Linked DNA regions of Mus musculus: region 2 is linked to region 1. The links are chromatin contacts, called in public HiChIP or PLAC-seq maps. All regions are on one chromosome and are shown on one strand. The core of a region is the stretch at or near the end of the contact, and the rest is flanking DNA. Distances in the headings are between cores, read along the strand shown. Region 1 has its middle 110 kb from the start of Gm40899. Region 2 has its middle 220 kb from the start of Gm40899.

Region 1 (7,112 bases), core at 2,623-5,122:
TCACCCAGTGCATAACATAGCTAGTGAATGTGTATCCAGAAGCCTTGCAGGACATCTTCACTGAAGCCCCAGGCTTTACCAGCTCAGGTCCAGACTGCTGCAGCTGGAACTCAGAGTGGACACCTGAGGAGAGAAAGTCAGAGTAGATGTCATTGTCACCTCAGGTCCTGTCTCCACTTCAGATTTTGAACTGGTGGGCCCCTTACCTGCAGTTCCTGACAGGAGAAAGAGAAATATTCAGCTCCATTCCATGGTTAGAGTCAGTGTGTTCAGGGACTTTGGAGAGGACACTGATCGTCGGTTGATTTAAGGGTGTGGACATCCCTGTTTTAATCACCATAGACTCAGGTAATTTGCATAATGATGAGCAGGGGACTTCTTACATAAGAACCTAGTCCAGCTGGAGAAGAACTGGAGAGGAAGGACTGAAAAGACACACAGGTGAGGCATCAGGAAGTTGAAGTCTAAATTCAATTCCTCTCTCAGGAAATGCATCCAATACACTTTCCATGAGTCCTGAACTGCTGATATGGTTGTAACTACAGGGACAAATCTCTCAGTTGATATTTGGCCTTAGTCTGTTGCTCTATTCTGGGATATGTTAGCATGTTGATTTACAGATAAAGCTTTGAGAAGAAGAAGAAGAAGAAGAAGAAGAAGAAGAAGAAGAAGAAGAAGAAGAAGAAGAAGAAGAAGAAGAACAAGAACAAGAACAAGAACAAGAAGAACAAGAAGAAGAACAAGAAGAATAAGAACAAGAAGAAGAAAAAGAAGGAGGAGGAGGAGGAGGAGGAGGAGGAGGAGAAGAAGAAGAAGAAGAAGAAGAAGAAGAAGAAGAAGAAGAAGAAGAAGAAGAAGAAGAAGAAGAAGAAGAAATGATGATGATGATGATGATATGGATGATGATAATGATGGAAAACTCAAAAAAAAAAAAAACCTAGCTAACTTTTATAGTTTTAGAGTCTTAGAGTCTTATCTCTCATATACTCAATTAATATTTACCTTTATAACCTGTTATATGCTTCAAAACTGAATAAAATGACTAAAAGTAAATGTATTACTTCAAAAGTGTTTACCTATCAATGTTTATTTCAGGAGAATCATCAATAAATTACAGGAATAATCTATATGTATGTAAAAATGACTTTATCAAGAAAGCATGGATATATATATATATATATATATATATATATATATATATATGATATATCCATATATATATATATATAATAAACTACACACACACACATTTCTTGACCAGAAATAAATAAGAAATTTGCATTGAATTTAGAAAAATGAATATAGAGATAACCGTATTAAGGAAGAGAATCTCAAAATCACAGACATTAAATGAGTCTCTCATAGCAGCTCTTACATATTTCATCATATACTACTATTTGTGCACATACATGATATTGTATCAGTGAAATTCTCTAGTAATAAATGGAATAAAGGAAATATAGGAGGAGCAAGAGGTGATAGAAAAATATGCACAGTGTACAAAATACACATATGAAAAATCTGTACAGAAGTAAAGTTGTTAATTCAATATTTCACAAAGATTTTCATGTATGAAATATGCTATAATCTACCACCACTCTCAGTACTCTCTTCACTATCTAACACTACTGGTTCCTATGGTTCCTCTCGGAAGATTCCAATAACTTTTTTCCCCAACATCCAACATCCTCTGTTTCATTAACTAATAATATGGAGAGTTTAATTAGTACTAGCTATATACACATAAATAGAGTCATCACTAGTAAAGAGTGAACATCAAAATCTTGCCCCCAAAAGATGAATATGTTTTGTTCATAAGTCATCAAATTACAAAAGACATTCAGCCTGGTGTGGGCCCTCAATTATTCATCCCAATCTGTGTTTATTTTTTAAAAATTATTATATGGTAAGTTCAGGATATATATATACAGTGATATATTAACATCAGAGGATGACTTCTGTCATTCAATTCTCTGACATTTACCTGATATTGCTAAGCTTGTCAGTAGACATCTTTACCTGTTCAGGCATTATGAAGTCCCTCATGTGGTAATGTTCACTGGTTTGATTTATGTATGTGTCATGTCCTGGTAAGTATAACTACTGAGAGTTTATATGTGCACTAAGAACAGTTAAATCACTAGATATAAATTTTATGTCTATTGACCCCATTCTCTGTATCTTACATCCTTTGTTCTCCCTGTTTTATGATGGTCCTTGAGTTTTGGGTGAGAGTTTGGTATCATTACTCCTCTGTGGCTGAGTACTCTTTCAGTCATTCTCAGCACTCTGACCACTCATGAACGTCTGCATCAATCTTTACACACAGCACATATGAGCCTCTGTGATCAAAGGCTCAGAAGTCTACTGGGAATAAGCACAAATATTTATAAGGCAACTTGACAACCTGATCATTAGCATTTCACCTAAGGTCTACTGGGGCCTATATCATCTTTTAAAATGAGCTTTAAAAACCACACTTACCTGGGATGAAGAATTTCCTATGAAAATTGCCCGAAAATAATAAATAAAATTATGCTGTTACCCATCAGTAACCCTCTCACACATCTACTCAAATGACTCTACATCTTATTGTAGAGATGCTCATACATTCATGTTTATTCACAGTATGTTGCTCATGGTCTTTTCACATCATATAGAAGAAGAAATCTTCCCAAATTTCCAAAAAAGCCAAAATAAAAAAGTCATAGTTATATATATATATATAAAGTGAGTATTACTCAGTGATAAAACATGAGCTATCTGAACTATGAATATCATATAGAACTGGAAAATATACACTGAATAGGTCATCCATGTCCATTAGGCAAGTGCTCCATGTACTCATTCATACATGTTCCAAGATTTGAGTATTTTGTTTAGTGTATTGAATTGTAGAAACTGAACGCATAGGATGGGGCCGTTACAGTATGAGGGATTTACAAATGTGATATAGTAAAATAGAGTTAGTAATAGAGAGTAAACTATTTTAAAATTGAGCAGATTTACAAGAGCCAGAGCAGTTGCACTACTCCAAGGAAAGAGCATATTCAAGACACAATTGGACTGATACACATATTAATTCACAGAGACTCTAGGTGCAGGCACAAAACCAGAACCAATTCAACCCAGATAAAATCCCCAAGTTAGGAGATGGAAATGGACACAGGACCTATGTCCTAAAAAAGAACTGTGATTGACAATCACATGTAAATGAATAATTAGTTTTCTCCAGTGGAGTCTCACAGGGGATGTTAAGCACAGTTAATCATGAAGATATGCTTAGCCAAAAAATGAACTCAATGGGATTTTTGCATACATTCTTCCTAATATTGCCTTGTTCAACTCCTTTTGTCTCATTTATGGTTTGCCCATATATCATGGCTACAGAGTTGTGATATTCTCATTCTCTCTCTCTCTCTCTCTCTCTCTCTCTCTCTCTCTCTCTCTCTCTCTCTCTCTCTTTGTATGTAGATTTGTGTGTTTGATTGTATGTGTTTGTATGTTTTTGTTTGTTTATTTTTATGTTAAGTTTCATTCTTTCTTTGCTTATTTTAAGAAAGAAAAAAAGATTTGTATTTGTCTGAATTCAGGGTAGGAAGGATCCACAAATAGGTGGGAGTGGGGAAATCAGTTATTAGAATACATTGTATCACATTTATTCAAAAATTATAAAAACCAGATTAAAAATATCAACATATAATCTGTGAACTCTTTAGCAAAGAACCTTTACATGCTTTGAGTATGGAGATATCACTGTTAATCACAGCATGCCAGATCAGTTAATACACATAAGAATAAAAAAAACCACAGAGGACAAAGAGTCCCTTCCATACCCTCCTCATCTCTATATGAGATTGTTGGTCTCATAGTGCCCCCTGCTGGTCATGAGTACCCATGGAGTTAGGTTTTCCATATCTTACAGTGAAAACTAACAGTCTGTTTACAGAAATAATTCACCCCTGTAATTTCAGTGTTCACAGAGATCAGATGAAGTGAGAAATAGATCTACTTTACATGGGAATAATGACATATGCATCACAGTCTTTAAGTTGTGCCAGAATTACTGTGATGTCCCTCTCAAAGCCAGCTTCTGCTTTGGTGGCAGCTGGATCCAGCTCTTGCAGTTCCCATTTATACAAAGGAAATGACAGTAGATAACATCCTCTTTCCTGTCTTCATCCGGCAACAGCAGGGGCAGAACACTTGTGGTCACAGGATAAATCACTCACCTTACATTGTATATTAGACAAGGTAAAAAGACTTACACAATCACTGTACACAGTACTGATTATGTTGACATAAATCACTGAAATGCTGTAGCACCTGACTCTTAGAAGCTGAAGCAGTTTTGTTCTTAGTGCTGAAATAGGCCTGAAGTTACAAGAATGCATAATTAGTGAAAATTCTGACTAGAGAAAATGAAAAGGACCAACCAGGTGAAAGATGTGAATCCTAGAGATCTGCCACAGAGAATTACTCCATAATTTATTTTCTTCAGTGGAGCCTCTTAGGAGATATTAAACAGAATTAATCCTGGAAGACATGCCTACCAGCTGATAGCCAACAAAAGTATGAAGTCAATGTTATTTCTGCAGATATTTTTTCCATTATCACCTTGATAAGGTCTCTTTGTCTTATTGAACTTTTGTTTATATATCAGGGCTATAGAGGTACAGTTACCTGGTTTTCATGTGTGTCTCTCTGTGTGTATGTGTGTGTGTGTGGGGGGGTGTCTATGTGTCTGTGTGTTTGTATGTGTGTGTATACTGTTCTTCGTTTGTTTATTTATTCGCTTGTAATTCCCCTCCAAATTTCTTTCTTTTTTGTTTTTTATTTATTTTTCCCCTTTTCCCCATTTTTCAGCAAGAACAAAGGTGTGGAGTTGGGTTATTTTGAAGGTGGGAAGCATCTGGAAAATGTTGTTGGTGGGGAAATCAGTTATTAGAATATATTGCATGACTTTTATTAAAAAATATACAAAGCACACAGAAACAAGTAAACAGATATCTGTGAAATGTTATACAAAAAATATTTACACTTTTTGTGCATGGAGACATCACATGTCAATCACAGCTGGCCAGATCAGTTAATACACTTAAGAAAGTAAACCACAGAGAACACAGAGTCTCCTGCACATACCTCCTCATATCTCTATGGAGATTGTGACACATGCTGTCCATGAGCTTCCATGCAGGTAAGTTTGTCATGGCTTATATTGAAGTTGCACTGAAGTCTGGCTTCAGAAATAATTTATCCCTGTAACTTCACTGTTCATGGAACTCAGCTGAAGGAAAAAATGGATGGAGTTTACATGGGGATAATGACTTATGCGTCAGAAATGTTAAGTTTTACCAATATTACTGTAATGTACCTCTCCCAGCTAGGCTTCTCCTTGGTGGCAGTTGGATCCAGCTATTGCAGTTTCCATTTCTAAATAGGTAGTGACAGGAGATAACAACATTTTTACTGTCTTCATCAGGCTACATCTGGGGCAGAGAACCTGTGTTCAAGAGTATGAATCATTCACCCTACATTGTATAATAGACACAGTGAAAAGCCTTACACAATAACGGTACACAGGGCTGGAGAATGTTTACTTGGTAGGAGGTTCCAATGCAATAGTCCACAAATCGAATTAGAAAACAGCTGCTCACCAAATAACAGTCATTCACTAATCAGTATATTTTACCTGAAGGCTCATAATGTAGACTGTAAGGTTAGGCATGGTATAACATCACTATTGTCTTTGAACTTCTTCTAAACTGCATGATACTGTTCTCCACCAAAAATGGCGTCAGGTAGAATATGCTGGACAGTAGAACTTTGCTTTCTCTATGTCCTATACCAAAGTCCCTAGATAAGAGTCAAATTCAGAATAAAATGGCTAAGATAAAAAATCTCAAGAGACAGCACATGCTGACAAAATAAAAAATCCTCCACTGATGGTGGGAATGATAATTTTACAGCCACTCTGGAAATCAATCTTGGGATTTCTCAGGATATTAAAAATAGTTTACCTGAAGAGCCAGCTATAACAATGCTGGACATATATCCCAAAACTTCCAACTTACACAAGGATGTGTATTCTAATATGGTCATAGATACAGAATCTGGAAAAACTTAGTCGCCCCTCATCCAGAGAATGGATTTTTAAAAATGTGGTTCACTTACACAATGTAGTACTGCTTAGCTGTTAAAAGCAAGGGCATAATGAATTTTGAAGGCAAGTGGATGGAACTAGAAAATATCATCTTTGCATCTGGTGTTCCTGTTCTCTAAACTAGGTTTTCCGTCTTCAGGAAAACATCAGTTTGTATTTTCTTTTATTTCAATTTTTAGGTCTGACACCATTTTATTTATTACCTTCACCTATTTAGCTGTCTTTTCTTGCATGTCTTTAAGGGATTTATTTATTTCCACCTAAATGCCTCTATCTGTTCGACTGTATTCTTCTGTATTTCTTAAGGGATTTATTCATTTCCTATTTAAAGGCTTCCATCATCTTTATAAGATTGTATTTAAGGTAATTTTCTTGTATTTTGATTGTTTTAGGATAGCCAATGCATGCTGTAGTTGGTTAGCTATTCTTTGGCAGTGTCATGTTTCCCTGGATGTTCTTGTTGTAGTTGGTATTGGGAGGAAGATGAACCTCAATGGTTCTGTTATGAGATCTCTTATGTATAACATTGAGGTATCTGTTTCCATACCTGCAGCTCTGTATGATTCAGCAACGTCATGCCCAATGAATGTGGGCAGAGACGTAGCAGGAAAATGTTTGACCCCCTGTATGGGGGTGACTTTATCAGGGACACACTATTTTGGGTATATGGATCCTGAAGAGGCTAACTCCTGTATTCAGAAAAACAAAACAAAACAAAAACAAACAAACAAACAAACAAAAAAACAAATGTGAAACTCAAAATTTGTCCTGTCTACAAGGAACGCATGGACAAATAAAGACCAGAGGCTGTAGGAATGGCTAATCAACTGGTCTGTATTTGTCCATGAAAACCATCTGATGGACAAGCACCCATCCCTGACACTATTAATGATATTATCTTATGCTTCCAAATAGGAGCTTCTCATTACTGTCCTGTGAGAGGCACCAC
Region 2 (7,112 bases), core at 3,394-5,893, 330 kb after region 1:
AGATCAAATTCCTTTGATACTTTATTTGCAACTATTTCAAGAAACTTCTGGTCCCACTGAATCCAGTGATACTTTTATCATGCACTTTCCACTCTTTATTGTTTTATTAAATAAGAAGCATGTAAATGGAGGTGGTCACTGGTGAAGAGATTGACAATGTATAGTGTCCTGTAGGATTAACCTAATCAGCATCACTTTCCACATTGAAATCCTCTTATAAATACAACAAATGCACAATAGAACTGTGAGGAGGAGGCAATAAATGGTCATTCAAAATTACTATTTCTGAGCAGGACTAAAGTTTAATCTTTTTTTTTCATCTCAGTCCCAAAGCAATTTGCTGTTCCTTCAGGGGTTTTGACACACAGAGCATGTGCTTATAACACTGTGCCATGCACAGTAATAAACTACAGAGTCCTCAGATGTCGAGCTGTTGAGTTCCATGTAGGCTGTGTTGGAGGATTTTTCTACAGTTAATGTGGACTTGCCCTAGAACTTTTCATTGTATTAAGTACCACCATATACAAAATGAATCTATCCAATCCATTCCATGCTCTGTCCAGGCCTCTGCTTTACCTGCTCCATATAGTTGTCATTGACGGTGTAGCCAGAAGCTTTGCAGGACAGCTTCACTGGACTCCCAGGCTTCACCAGCTCAGCTGCAGACAGCTGCACCTGGACCTGGCAGTGGATACCTGTGGAGAAATAGGCAGAATGGATGACATTGTCATCTCAGGCCATATCTTCCTTTCAGATTTGGTACAGGTGAGTCCTTTACCTGCAGTTACTGACAGGAGGAAGAGAAAGACCCAGCTCCATCCCATGGTTATTGTCAGTGTGTTCAGGGACTGTGGAAAGGACACTGAACATAGGTTGTTTACAGGATGCAAACTTCCCTGTATTTACTGCAATCAATTGGCACAATTTGCATATTCATTAGCAGGGTATTTCTTAGAGAAGGACCTAGTCCAGCTGGAGAAGTACTGGAGAGTAAGGAATGAAAATGTGAATGGGTCAAGCAGCAGAATGCTCAAGTCCAAGTCATAATCCTGTCTGAGGAAATGCATTCCATAACTTTCTGTGAACTCTAGACAGATGCTGTGGATATAACTACAGGGACAAATCTCTCAATAGATTTTGTCCTGAGACTGTTATTCCATTTGGGGATATGTTAACGAGTTGATTTACAGAGGGTGTAGTGTGATGATGGTGATGATGATGATGAAGAAGGAGAAAGCAAAGAAGAAGGAGGAGGAGGAGAAGAAGGAGGAGAAGGAGGAGGAGGAGGAGGAGATTATGATAATGGAAATTTCTAAAAACAGCGATTTTTTTTAGTTTTATAGACTTCTTTCACATATATGCAATTAATATTTGTCTTTCCAACAGATTATATACTGCTTCAAAACTCAATAAAAGGACTAAAAGTAAATGTGCTTCAAAAATACTCACCTATAAATGATTATTGCAGGAGGATCATTAATAACTACATTATAGCAACAGCTTTACATGTGTCAAGAAAGGATTTTATCACTAAGGGATATATATATATGTATATATATATATATATATATATATGTATACATATATATATATATATATATATGTGTATATATACACACACACACACCACACACACAGAACATTTTGGGTTTTTTGTTTGTTTTTTATTTTGTATATATTTTATTTTATTTTAAATATATTGTATTTGCTTTAGTCCCTTCATTTGTAAGATAGACAAAGCCTACCCTAAGTGATAGGTGAAAGCTATCACTTATTAACATAAGTGAAAGAACAGAACGTTTTGATGGGAAATAAATAAGAAATTTACATTGCTTTTGAAAAATGGGTGTAATTAGAGATAACTGTATTAATTAAGGCAATCTCAGAATCACAAATATTAAAGGAGACCCTCATTATCAGCTCTTGTACGTTTCATTGCATTAGTGAAATTCTCTAGTATAATAAAGGGCAATAGTTGGGACAAGAGGTTACAAGAAAAATATGCAAGTTATACAAAATTAAAGTATGAAAACTGTACATTTGTAAAGTTGTTATTTCTATATTTCATAAAGATTTTTATTCTTTGAAATTCTCAATCATATATCAAATATGCTATGATCTACAACCACTTCCAGGACGTAGACCACAATTTACAACTACTAGGTCCCTGTGGTTCCCCTTGGGGCCTTACAAAAGTCTCTTTCCCAAAATCCCATTTCTTCTGTTTCATTACCTAATAACACGGTGAGTTTAATTAGTGCTACATTTATATGCACTGATAGGTTTATCACAACTAAAGAGTAAATCTTCAGAAATCTCCTCCCCCCCCCAAAAAAATATATATTTTGCCCATCAGGCATCACATGCCAAAAGACCTTCAGCTTGGTGTGGGCCTTCAAGTGTTCTTCTCCATCAATTTTGTAATGGTATTAAAAATAAATTATATTATTTTGGGGTGAGGAGAGGGTACCTATGTATCAAAGTAGATATATTAACCTCAGAGGAATACTTATGTAATTCAGTTTCATGAGATTTACCTGATATTCCTAAGCTTACCAGTAGACATCTTTACCTGCTCAGCTATTTAGAGGTCTCACATGTGGTAATTTTCACTGGATTGATTTGTGTATCTTATAATGTTAAATATATCTACTGAGAGTTCTTACATGCAATAAAACAGTTAAATCTCTGGAGATAGAATTTGATATCCTTTAACCCCATTTTCTATATCTCTTTCCCTGTTTTATGATGGTTCTTGATTTTGATTTTTGGGTGAGAGGTTGGTATTATTACTCGTCTGTGCCTGAGTACTCTGTCAATCATTCTCAGCACTCTGACCACTCATGATTGGCTGCATTGATCTTTACACACAGCACATATGGACCTCTGTGATCAAGGCTCAGACAGTCTACAGGATATAAAGGTAAATATTTATAAGGAAGTTTGACAGCATGACCCTAGGGCATATATCATCACTAAATATCCTTTTAAACCACACTTTCCTAGGATGAAGACTTTCCTATGAAAGTTCACCAAAAAAATAAATAAATAAAATTGCTTTGTCCCAGAAAAACCCTCTCAAACATGTACTCCAATGGCACTACATATTATTATGCAGATGGTCATACATCCATATTTATTCACAGCATGTTATTCATGCTCAAGTTACAGCACAAAGAAGAGAGAATCATCTTAGATTTCCAACAAAGCATAAATAAACTTGAAAAAATCATAAACACAGTAAAATGAATATCACTCAGTTGTAAAATAAATTATGTAATCTATAACTGTCTCATTGGAACTGAAAAAATATACTGAATAAATCACTCCTATCTATAAACCAAGTGATTCACTCTCACTTATATGTGTTCAAAGATTTAAATATTTTGTTTGGTATATTGAATTGTAGAATCAGAGAGACTAGAATTGGGACAGTAAAGTATGAGGAATTTATAAACATGATAAAACAAAACAGAGATATTAATAATAAAAAAGTTTTAAGATTTAGATTATAAGAGCCAGAGGGTGTGGATAACTCCAAAGAATGAATGTACTTCAGACACAATTGGACAGTTGCACATGTGAATTCACAGAGACTGTGACTGCAGACTCAGAGCATGATCCAAGTCAACTCAGATAAAATTTGCAGATGGAAATGGACACACAGGCTCTCACTGCTAACCAAGAAGTTCTGCATCCAACACTCACACACAAAGGAAAAACTAGTTTTCCCCAATGGAGTTCATAGGGGACACTAAGCACAATTAATCTTGTAAAATCTGCTTAGCAGTTGGTAGCACAAAAGAAAATCAAAACAATGGTATTTTTGCAGACATTTTTTCTAATATCTTCAATTCTGATTGTCTCACTGACATTTGGAATATATATGATGGATAGAAATTTGTGGTTTTACTGGTTTCCGTGTGTGTGTGTGTGTGTGTGTGTGTGTGTGTGTGTTTGTGTGTATGTGAGTGTGTGTGTGTGTGTGTGTGTGTGTTCAGTTTATTTTCTTTAGTTTTTGGTTGCTTTTAAATCCCTTTTAAATTAATTTCTCATTTTTTGGTTTTTCAGAAAGAATAAAATGTGTGTAGTTTAGTGAGTTGGTAGGTAGGAAGGATCTGGAATAAGTTTGGGATGAGGGAATGAGATATTAGAATACATTTTGTGTATTTTTTCAAAAACTATAAAAAGCAAATAAAATAAGTAAACATAAAACTGTGAAGTGTTTAATAAAGAATCTTTACCATGTTTGGGCATGGAGATATCACATGTCAATCAAAGCTGGGCAGATCAGTTAATACAATTACGAAAGGAAACCACAGATTATACAGAGTCCCGTCCCCATCCATCTCATCTCTTTATGAGAATTCTTGTCCACATGCTGACCCCTGCTGGTCATGAACTCCTATGCATTTAGGCTTGTCATGTCTCACACAAAGTTGCACAGTCTGCCTTAAGAAATTCCTGTAACTCCAGTGTTTACAGAGCTCAGCTGAAGGGATAAATGGCTCTAGTTTACCTAGGGATAACGTTGTCTTCATCAGAGATTTTAAGTTGTGCTACTATGGTTATAATATCCCTCTCAAAGACAGATTCTACCTTGGTCGCATTTGGATCCAGCTCTATGAGTTCCCATTTCTAGAAAAGCAATAACAGGAAGTAACAGCTGCTTTGCTGTTTTCATCAGGCTAGACCTCTGGCAGAACACCTGTGACAGAGGGTAAATCAATCTCCCTACATTGTTTATTAGACAGAGTGAAAACACTTACACAATAATTGTACGCAGGAGTGAGACTATTGCTATCAATAACTAAAATGTTGAAGCAGATTAGGACCTGTCTGAAACTTAGAAGCTCAAACAATTTTGAACATAGTGCTGAAATAGGGCTATACTAACAAGTAAAAACTCTGCTTAGAAAAGATGAAATAGAGCAATCAGATAAATGTCTGAATCTTAGAGATCTGCAATGAGACTTACTCCATAATTTCATGGGCTCTCAGGGACCCCAACAACAACCAAAAACAATACATAGGCTTGACCAAGACACCCAACGCATGTATAACAAATGGGTAGCTAAATCTTCATGTGAGTCCCCTAAAAACAGGAATGGGGGCTGTCCCTAAGGTGCTACCTGTCTTGAAATCCACTCCCCTACTGGACTAACTTGTCTGGCCTCAGTGGGAAATGATGCCCCTAACCCTGCAGAGACTTAATAGGCCAGAGTTGGGGGATATCCAATGGTGCACCTACCCTCTCAGAGGAGAAGGGAAAGGAATAGAAGGAGAGACTTGTTTATGGAAGACCAGAGGAGAGGGCAGCATCTGGAATTTAAAAATCAGTCAATCAGTCAATAAATAAAATGCCCCCATTGGATATCCTAATTAACATGTCAAATTAAAAATAAACTCCTCACCCTGACATAGGTTAACCCATATATATAAATATGGGAGATATATATATATATATATTTGCCCTCCCACTACTCCTTCCTGATCCTTGTCACCTCTTCTCCTGTCTGGATAAACTTCCTTCCTGTTTCTTGTAAAAACAGGCTTCTAAGAGGTAAAAATAGAACTTAGCAAAATAAAATATAATTAGCTAATATAAAAGGCATTTAACTGAAGTTGGAAAAGGTTAATCAACAAAAGCAAAAGAGTCCTAAGAAAAGGCACATGAATCAGAGGTCATCTAATTCAAACAATCAGAAGTCCCATAAAACAACTAAAATAAAAGTATAATATATACAAAAAGGGCCAGAAACAGATCCATGGTGGCCCTGTTCTTGCAAATGTCTTTGTGAGTTCTTGTGACGTTGGATCAGTTGAGTTAAAGGCCTTCAAATCCCGGTGCCTATTGTCTCTGATGATTTTTTTTATTGGCTATTTTCTTTATTTACATTTCAAAGGTTACCCTGTTTATCCCCTAAAAATCTCTATACCATCCCCCCTCCCCCTGCTTCTGTTGGGGTGTTCTCCTACTCACACAGCTACTCCTGCCTCCCCACCCTAACATTCCCCTACACTGGGACATTGAGCCTTCAGAGGACCAAGAGCCTCTTCTCCCATTGATGCCCAACAAGGCCAACTTCTGCTACATATGTGGCTAGAGCCATGGGTCCCTCCATGTGGACACTTTGGTTGGTGGTTTAGTCCCTGGGAGAACTGGGCAGTTCTGGTTAGTTGATATTGTTTTTCCTATGGGGTTGCAAAATTCTTCAGCTCTTTCAGTCATTTCTCAAATTCTTCCATGGGGATACCATGCTAAGTCCAATAGTTGGCTGCAAGCATCTGGCTCTGTACTTGTCAGGCTCTGGTAGAGCCTGTCAGAAGACAACTATATCAGGCTCTTGTCAGCATGCACTTGTTAGCATCCACAATAGTGTCTGGGTTTGGTAACTGTATATGGGCTAGATCTTCAGGTGGAGCAGTCTCTGGATGACCTTTCCTTCAGTCTCTGCTCCACATTGTTGTCTCCATATTTTCTCCTGTGAGAATTTTGTTCCCCCTGCTAAGAAGTATCCACACTTTGGTCTTTGTTCTTCTTGAAATTCATATGTTCTGTGAATTGTATACTGGGTATTCCAAGCTTTGGGGCTAATATCCACTTACCAGTGAGTCCTTACCACATGTGTTCTTTTGTGATTTCATTACCTCTCTCAGGATGAGTCTAGTCCCATCCATTGCTTAAGAATTTCAAGAATTCATTGTTTTTAATAGCTGAGCAGTACTCCATTTTGTAAATGTACCACATATTCTGTATCCGTTTCTCTGTTGAAGAACATCTAGATTTTTTCCAGCTTCTGGCTATTAAAAACAAGGCTGCTATGAACATAGTAGAACATGTGTCCTTGTTATGTGTTGAAATATCTTTTGTGTATATGCCTAGGAGTGGAATTGCTTGGTCCTCAGGTAATTTTGTGTACAATTTTCCAAGGAAACCCCAGACTGATTTACAGAGTGGTTGTGCAAGCTTGCAATCCCACCAACAATCCTTATGCTATAGCTTTGAGATTTAGAGGAAGAATCTACTGGACAGTGATGGTATCTTAGGGAAGGGAAATTGAATGTATAGGAATGGATTAAAATTAGAGGGCCTGGAGCTGAGGGCAAAG

Evidence for each region. HiChIP or PLAC-seq counts read pairs in DNA pulled down with a chosen protein or histone mark.
Region 2: a contact with region 1 is called in an H3K27ac HiChIP or PLAC-seq map of large pre-B cells, with 2.5 times the contacts expected there. The contact joins two enhancer-like sites. A contact is called at or near these places in 1 of 484 Hi-C or Micro-C datasets (cranial neural crest) and 1 of 115 datasets of contacts at active chromatin or transcription factors (large pre-B cells).

Annotation. Positions count from the first base shown.
Region 1 is chr12:114,646,754-114,653,865 of GRCm38.p6, forward strand. It overlaps Igh and Ighv1-14. Among named protein-coding and RNA genes, the nearest start is that of Gm40899, 110 kb to the right of the region's middle. Within about 2 kb of position 3,873, at least 2 of the 459 cell types and tissues checked have an H3K27ac peak or open chromatin away from gene starts, as enhancers often do.
Region 2 is chr12:114,977,303-114,984,414 of GRCm38.p6, forward strand. It overlaps Igh and the pseudogene Ighv1-46. Among named protein-coding and RNA genes, the nearest start is that of Gm40899, 220 kb to the left of the region's middle. Within about 2 kb of position 4,644, at least 19 of the 459 cell types and tissues checked have an H3K27ac peak or open chromatin away from gene starts, as enhancers often do.